Regions from separate parts of the Triticum aestivum genome. Here region 2 is linked to region 1. The links are chromatin contacts, called in public Hi-C maps. All regions are on one chromosome and are shown on one strand. Each heading gives the region's core, a stretch centred on a gene start, on an enhancer-like site or on the middle of the called end of the contact. The rest is flanking DNA. Distances are from core to core; before and after follow the strand shown.

The links. A called contact is a pair of places that touch in the nucleus more often than the background predicts.
Region 2: a contact with region 1 is called in a Hi-C map of leaf, with 6 times the contacts expected there. The contact joins two enhancer-like sites. A contact is called at or near these places in 2 of 5 Hi-C or Micro-C datasets (both in leaf).

What each region holds. Positions count from the first base shown.
Region 1 is chr5D:124,678,321-124,682,593 of IWGSC CS RefSeq v2.1, forward strand. No RefSeq gene overlaps it. Among protein-coding and RNA genes, the nearest start is that of LOC123119845, 7.6 kb to the left of the region's middle. Within about 2 kb of position 1,836, at least 3 of the 8 cell types and tissues checked have an H3K27ac peak or open chromatin away from gene starts, as enhancers often do. A contact at or near this core is called in leaf, where this site is marked.
Region 2 is chr5D:125,157,056-125,161,243 of IWGSC CS RefSeq v2.1, forward strand. No RefSeq gene overlaps it. Among protein-coding and RNA genes, the nearest start is that of LOC123119849, 8.3 kb to the left of the region's middle. Within about 2 kb of position 1,421, at least 3 of the 8 cell types and tissues checked have an H3K27ac peak or open chromatin away from gene starts, as enhancers often do. A contact at or near this core is called in leaf, where this site is marked.

The DNA of each region.
Region 1 (4,273 bases), core at 586-3,085:
TTCTTGCCACTGTTTCCAGCTTGGTCTGGATCTTCTTCATATGTTTTGAACTCTTTTTTAGCACAGTTCTATCCCGCCGATGTAAATGGTCATGCACCTGCGCCAAACGTGTTGCCAGATCAACATTCTGGGCGCCCGGTCCTGAAGCAAGCCAAGCCTCTTCTACAACTTCACGAAATTTTGTTTCTCTCAGCCATCTTGCCTCAAATCTGAGAACTGCTGCTCCCCTATGTTCCTGTACCTCCTCTTCAATCAAGTTCATCAATAGGGGTCGGTGATCAGATCGTTATATTCTAGATGTTCCAGTTTTGCAAGCAGGAACATTAGGTTCCATCCTTCATTCACCAGAGCTCGATCTAGTCGCTCTCTAATTAATCCTCTATGCCAAGTGAACTTGTCTCCCGTATAACCATGATCAGATAAATTACCATCCTCAAGTGTCTCCCTGAACGCTTGCATAAATCTCTCTTGCCGTTCATTTCCTCCTTCCTTTTCAAATGAATATAAGATTTCGTTCATATCTCCAATGATCACCCAAGGCATGTCACATAAACTCTTTAAATCTCTAACCAACTTCCAAGTAAGATGCTTATGTTTCCACTTTGGCTCACCATATAAACCTGTCAATCTCCAAAAGTTCTCAGGCCCACTGCCAACAAAAACATCTATAAAATTGTCATCCTTATCCCTTAGGGAGACCGCAATCTCCTTCTTCCTATAAGATTAGGCCGCCGCTTCGGCCATTGCTACGAACCACCATTTTGTGATCCATCTTAAGACGTCGACGGAGACACTCAACAGGGTAATCATCTAGATGTGTTTCTAACAAAAATATAATGTCTGGACTCCTACGCTTCTGTACAGCCAGGAGCGCTCTAGTTGACGCAGCTTGCTGCAAACCACGACAATTCCAACTGAGTATTTTCATTGCTTCTTTCCTGAACAAATAAACCTCCACAATCTAGAACAGTACAATAAGGAATCACTCCGTGATGGATTGTAGAGAAGTCATCCAACTTAGAGTCAGATTTTACAAGCCATGTTCCTCCGACCTAGCAAGTAGCAATGGAACATATGAAAAAGAATCTCCTGCAGTCCTGGAACCACGTTGGTCAAAACTAACAGCAGATAGAGAAAACCAGCCACGACACCACAAGGGCGCCGTCTGGGACAGAGATCGCCGGCCAACGTGCCGCCGCCAGCTGGCGGCCGGCGGCGGTCCGGCAAAACCCTAGTCGCCTAGGGATTGCCTTGGACAGAGAGGAAAAACGCTTCGCCTCATACACAACCAGCAAAAACTTGGGCATCCGATATTAAAATACCGTATAGCCGCCTCATCATTTCTGGAAGTAGAGGATGGCGACCGACCATGTACCCATGGGGTCATCCATCCGATGGCTCTAAATTGTGGGGATGTTTTCTTCAGACTAGCCACAATGGGTAGTAACATAGACTAGTAACATACATATGTTACTAGTCTATATTACTACCTCTATAGTGGGAGTAACATATGTGTGGTAACATGCAACACTTCAATTATTAGGCTATAGACTCATCTTGCCTTGATATATGTGATGTTACTCATACTACTAGTAACTAGCTATGTTACCACTTTGCTCTCTTTCTTGATTTATTGCTTGCCACATCATCTATTTTATCTAGATATGTGTGATGTTACTATCTATATTACTTCCATTATCGGTAGTCTCAGGCAAACACGCGTCGATGAAGCAGGTGGAAATGAGCCAGGCGGGCGCGGTGGTGGTCCTCACATCTTTGTTCCTGAATGCTGCGTGTGGAGCGCGGGTGCATACGTTCGTGGTGAGGTCAAACCGGCAGGGGCGCGCGAGCAACGCATGGTGGTCCACCACAGGCGGGAGGCGCGCGGTGGCAGGCTTGGCGGGAGCCGGGTTAGCGGTCGCGGCGAGTTCCATCGCCAGCGGAAGCGGCGACACACGCGCGAGCAAAGCGATGTGTGTGAGATGGTGAAGATGCCGGGCGTAGGCAGTTTGCGTGGACCGTGTGTGGCGATGGGAAGTGAGCCACGTGTGGGTGCTCATTTTATCATTGGCCTAGAGGATGCGGTGATTCGTTTCCTGATTAATGTGTTTTATTCCTAATTAAGGTATTTTAATGTATTGATGTCATACATCACGTGGAGAATCACCGATGTTGGTGTTTATGGAAATTAAATCGAAAATAGGGATGTTGTGAAGCGAGATACTCTCTCTGTACCGGTGCATAAGTCATCTTACGAAAACCAAATAATCCCAAAACACTTAGACGCGATGCATTAATTTCTATTTTATTTCCTGACATGAATAAAGAAATCAACCAATAAGAGACGTGGGGCGTGTATGTTTTTAATGACTTGAGACTTAAGGGCAATCTTCCATGTGGTGGCAAGGGCTACCATTGGCAACAAGTGTACAACTCTATTTTGGGAGGATAGATTGATCAATGGGTTCCGAGTTTGCGAGCCAAGTCGGCGAGGACGGTTGCGGAGGCCCTGCTACATGACTCTTGGGCGCTTGACATTGGTCCGAATCTCATGGCCGATGAGATACACCAGTTCATGGCCTTATGGCCTAGAGTGGCAGAAGTTCACCTTGACCCTACCGTAGAAGACTCCATAAACTGGTCGCGGGAGAAGGACGGTGCATTCTTGGCATGATCGGCATACACGGCCAAATTTGCGGGCCAGGAGATGTCTCCGACGACATCCTTCACGTGGAAGTCAAGAGCCCCACTGCAGTGTCGCTTCTTCAACTGGCTAGCGATCAAGAATCGCTGTTGATGCCGGTTAGGCTTGCCCGGCACGGCCTACCCCATCAGGCAGCATGCCCTTTCTGCGACCAACATGATGAGACCTTGGACCACCTCATGATGACCTGCATTTTTGCGCTTGAGTGGCTTTGGATATTAACTGCGGCCGACAGACAGGACGTGGTGGCTACATGCAGTGAGACCATGCAGAGTTGGTGCATCCGGCAAGAGCAAGTACAAGACCATAGGAGGACCACCCGCGCCATTACCTTACTAGTCCTGTGGGAGTTGTGGAAGCACCGTAACGGCATCGTTTTTGATGAGGTCACACCTTCAACAATGAAAGTCATCGAGCGGATCAACAACGAGGGACGAGTTTGGCGGGAAGCCGGGTTGCTCAAAGGAGATCTTGAGGGATTCTTTGCTGGCTTGTCGAGGTGGGTAGTTCGGGAGTAGTTGCGATACACTCTTAGGTGCCTGTGAACAGAGCATCTGACATGTGGATGCACCACTATTGTAATTTTGTGGACTTAGGGAATTCTTCCCTCCCCTCTATTAATGAATGATATGCACATTTGTGCGTATTCCAGGAATTTTTTTTACCTCACATCTAACTCTTCAACCACATGATTGATTGCTATAAAATTAAATGTAAATTGTTTTGTCTAGTGCGGGTTGCTGCTTCTCTGTTGCTGCGCGTTTGTTTTCCCGGTCGTGCGTGCGTCGTGGCTGCTTATATGGGACACGTTGAGAAAGTCAACAAAACATGTTTTATAAGTGTGTACGTATGCCCTCTCCTATCCTTCCCTACTAATTGTGTTTTTCCTTTTCTTTTCTTCTTCCTTTTTTGTTTTTATTTTTACTTTTTATTATTTGTTTTAAATTCATGAACTTTCTCAAAATTTATGAGTTTTTTGTCGGTGTCAGTTGCCCATTATTATACACGCAACCCAAGTGTCATCATGCCCTGTAACTGTATGTATTCGACGCGATTACAATTAAGGGGCGGAAATGTTTTGTCGTAGGGCACTTGCATGTCTCTTATTAGACAGCCCGCAAAAAAACTGTCGCTTATTAGACACGCAACTTCAAGCATCAACCTGTGATTGCAACTACATGTCTTTTAACAAGACTATAGATTTGTCGTAGGGACATAAGTGTTTGTCATCAAAGTTGTTTTAAATGGACTTACCAAACATTATCTAGATGAGATTTAGCAATTATGAATTATATTAAATTCATTTTTATTATATTTTCTATTTTCTCCTTTCTCCTTTTTCTGTTTCTTGTTTTTCCTTTTTATTTTCATTATTTTTTCACTCTGTCATATGCTCGCTTAAATTGTCGTGTGAATCTTGATTGCGGGTTGTTTTGTTGCCTGTGTCACGTCTTGCACCATATGTCTGGTGATACGTCTTCATCGTATCTACTTTTCCTAACGCTTTTGCTCTTCTTTTGGACTCTAATTTTCATGATTTGGATGAAACTAACCCGAACTAATGCTGTT
Region 2 (4,188 bases), core at 171-2,670, 480 kb after region 1:
TGTGGTTACTGTCCTGATTGAAATAGTGGATCTTCACATACTGTGATAGCATGTGATGAAGCTTTGAAATGCATCCTTCCTTGCTATGAAAAATCTAGGCATGCCAGGAACTTCATGATTCCTTTCTCAAGCTGTATGAGGTCAGTGTTTTTTTTTTTTGCGAATAATATGAGGCCAGTGTTTACTTACGACAATACCAAAGGGGAGCGAATGTTCGATTGTTTGGGTGGTGTATGGCTTCCCTAGAAAATAAAATGCAATGCTATCTGTTCGGCTGTATACAAATTTTTCCGACCATAGAATTCATCTCGTCTCCTAAATTAATCCTACTGGTTTTAAATCTTGTCAGTGTGGATGTTCTTTTTCTACTAATATATATTGTCAAGTAAATGCATCTCCTAAATTAATCCTACTGGTTTTAAATATTGTCAATGTGAATGTTCTTTTTTCTGCTAATATATATTGTCAAGTAAAAACCTCAGTTGTTTGTCCCAAGCAACTGGGCGCTGCTAGCTAGGCAAGTTGAGTGAGTAATAATGTCCTGAACACTATAGAACTGACGTTAGTTCTATATATATTGATCTTGTGTGAACGCGCTCTGCGCCCTCGGATGCATCGCACGGATCTTGGCGTGAGGATCACCATGTGAGGCGTTGCGCTAACTGTCGGCTGAGCGAACGTTCCGTATATCCCCCTCCCTCGCTCCACTAACGCCAGTCCCCCATCTTTTCCTAACCCGTCTCGCCACTCCGCCCCATAGGTGATTCAGTATGGTTTCTTTGTCTCCGCTGGCAATTCGAGCGTCTTCGATCTATCGGAATCAAGTTCTTCATCGACTCCAGCATTGGGCTAAGGCGTACACTGCTCCGCCGCCACCGCTCTGTTTTCTGTAGGGTTCATTCCGCCGGGGTTCGATGGATGTTGAGTGGTTGACATGGCGGTGGTGACATTTTTATTCGCTCAACAACCGTAGATTTGTCGACACGGCGTCGCAATTGCAGTCGTCGCGGTGGTGAATTGCGGTGTCATGGTAGGGTTCCCAAATGTTGGAGCTGTTGCGATGGGGAGGGCCGTAGTGTGCGTGGGATTAATTGTGGCGAGCGTCGTGGCCACGACCGCAATAGGGCCATGGGGAGGGCCGTAGTGTGCGTGGGATTAATTGTGGCGAGCGTCGTGGCCACGACTGCAATAGGGCCATGGGCATTGGTTCGATTTTTGCGATTTTGTTAGGGCTGTGAAGAGTTCGGTTTTTGCGATTTTCTTTGTATCTTAATTTTTTTTTCTTCTCTTTCCCAGGCCGCAGCCCAACCACTTTCTAATTCTATTTTGTCCCTGCTTCCCTTCCATCCTCATGGGCCTGCAGCCCAACCACCCAGGCGAGCGAGCGACTGGTTTCCTTCTCTTCCTCTGCCATTGTACGCTCTCACTTACATCGCAGAGGCTATATCTCGCTTATAGCAAGTCTTCCTTTGGTCTCGCCTGAAGCACGTCTATAGTTTTCGGCCGGCCCATTCACACTAAAATAAATACACTAGAGAAAAAGGGTCACTCATGAACCAATCCCACGAGGCCACGTTGTCCTAGCTGTAGCGTTGCGCTGCTAGCCACTTGTCCACCACCTTGTTCATATTTAATTAGAAGGTCACGACCTTGTTAAAGAAAAAGCGTTGGGTTTTCACTGGTTTTTGTTTTTTTTGCTTTTCTTTTTTTCACCGTTTTCCTTCATTTTTTCTCTATTTTACTGGTTTTTTATTTTCTTTTGCTATTCTTTATTTCATTGTTTTTCTACACAAATTTTCGGTATATATCTAATAGACATTTTTATAATATACATGTTTAATATTTTTCAAGTACAAGAATAAGATTTATTGATTACCATTTATTGAATACATGGTCAATATTTTGTCAATATACAGTTAAAAAATTTCAAATACTTGATTTACATTTTGTAAATACCCGATAACATTTTTTAATACAAGGTCAACATTTTTTGTGTACACATTTTACACTTTGTTTTTTCAAATCCTTGATTAACAATTTTGAAATACTAGTTTAACATTTTTTCAATACATGGTCAACATTTTTACTGTATATATTTAATATTTTTTCAAATGTTTGATTAATATTTTTTGAGCATATGATTAATATTTTTTCTGTGCACATTTAACATTTTTCATATAAAACCAAACGACAATTTTAGAAGTTTTTTAATACATGGTCAACATTTTTGTATACACATTTAACAATTTCTAAATGCTTGTTTAACATTTTCTTAATACTTGTTTTCAAAAAATTCAAATGCTTCGATTAATATTTGTTAAATACATGATTAACTTTTTTACACATCTTAATTTTTTTGTATACATGAGAAACTTTTTCTCTATGTACATTTAACATTTTTGAAATGCTTGCTTAGAATTTTTTAAATGTTTAATGTAAAATATTTTGTAATATATTTATCTAGAATATTCGTAAGTATACACGAAAGTAAAAAATGAAAAAAAAACATGAAAAAAAGAGGCAATGGCCTCCCGCGCACTGGGCCAGCCCATACACTCGCGCGACTTCGTCGAGTCGGAAGGTTACCTGCTATAAGTGAGTTATAGCCGCACCCTACTTACGTAAGCGAAACATACATCCATATGATGGAAACCCCACCTATTACTCCCTTCAATTCGAGTAAATAACATAAAACTACTACAGTTCGGGCTAGGGTTTCAAAAAACTACTAATTTTATTTTTTTGCTGATAACTACCAACTTTAGGGTCGGCTGTTCAAAACCCCCAAATGACCGAGTGCTTTAAAATCGATCGTGATTATGACAAGGATGGCCCAGTCGTTGGAGCTGACGTGGCATAAAATGTCAACACCGATATCTTCCTTACTCAGCATGTTTTCTTCTCCTCTGTCTCTCTTTCTTCCTCTCGCCGTTCGCCCTCAGCCATGGAGGACCTCGTGCTCGACACGCATGCTCGCCACCATGGCTGACCAACCGGTGGCTAGAGTGATGTCGCCGGCGGGCAGCCCGTCTCCCTCCTCCCCCGGCAGACTGACCTGTCTAAGGAAGCATCCTACCCAAGTCGACCTTCGCTGGCTGCTATAGACGGACAGGGCCAAGGGAAGAGCGCACAAAGAGCTGTGCATGCTGGTTCTTGTGCGCCGCCACCTGCTGCTATCCCCGGCTCCTCACCACCCTTGGTGTGGCCGCTCGTCTCCACCACCTATTGCGCCCACCAGCCACTCGCTGCCCCTGCTTTGCGAGTATGAGGCTCTGCAGGGAGCCGCCGCACACTGCTTGCCGCAAGCCACCCGAGGCCGCATGCTAGTGGCCGCACCAATGGGGAGCCGCCGCGTGGTGCTGGACGTGAGCCGCCTGAGGCCCTGGTGCTGGCCGCGCATCCCTAGTCAATGTCCTGGAGCTCGGCCTCCTCAGATCACTGGCTGGGGAGGGGATGCAGGGGAGTGGGCGGCTATTCTAGGGAGAGGACGGCGACAGGTTGCGGGAGAGAGGTCGAGCCGGATCGGCCCAGGGACCTGATTGCTTTTTTCCTTTCTTTACAAGGACCGGCCGCTTTTCAAAGGAAATTACAGGGACCTGATTGCTTTTTTGAAAAATATAGGGACGCAATTGCTTTTTATAAATATTTGGGCCCCACCTGTCATAACCAATGAACGGTCAACCTAACAGTGTTGACTTTTATGCCATGTGGACCTGACGGGTGGGCCACAGGTGTCAAACAAACGGTTTAAAATTTAAACACAGTCATTTGGTTTTTTTTGAAACAGCGAACCCCAAAGTTGGTAGTTATCAGTGAAATAATAAAAACCGATAGTTTTTTGGAACCCTAGCGTATCTTTTTATTGATAGAACAACAGAGAATGAGTACAAGTGAGATACGACAGATGCACGAACGCAAGGCGTGGATACGGTGTCCAAAATAGAAAAGAAGAGAGACAAGGTGCTTGGCCCGAACAAACAAAAGACACAGCTAAGCCCACTAACTAGAGAGGCAGTCCAAACCAATGTAACCACGAATCCAGCACTGGGGACACCCGGAGCACCAGGGGAAACCCTAGATCAGACGACGATGGCGCCACAACATTTTCCTTCCATGTAGGAAATCATGCAGTCATTAATTATTACTGACAACTTATTAGCACTAGTTTTTCCCCATTGCAGTTTACAC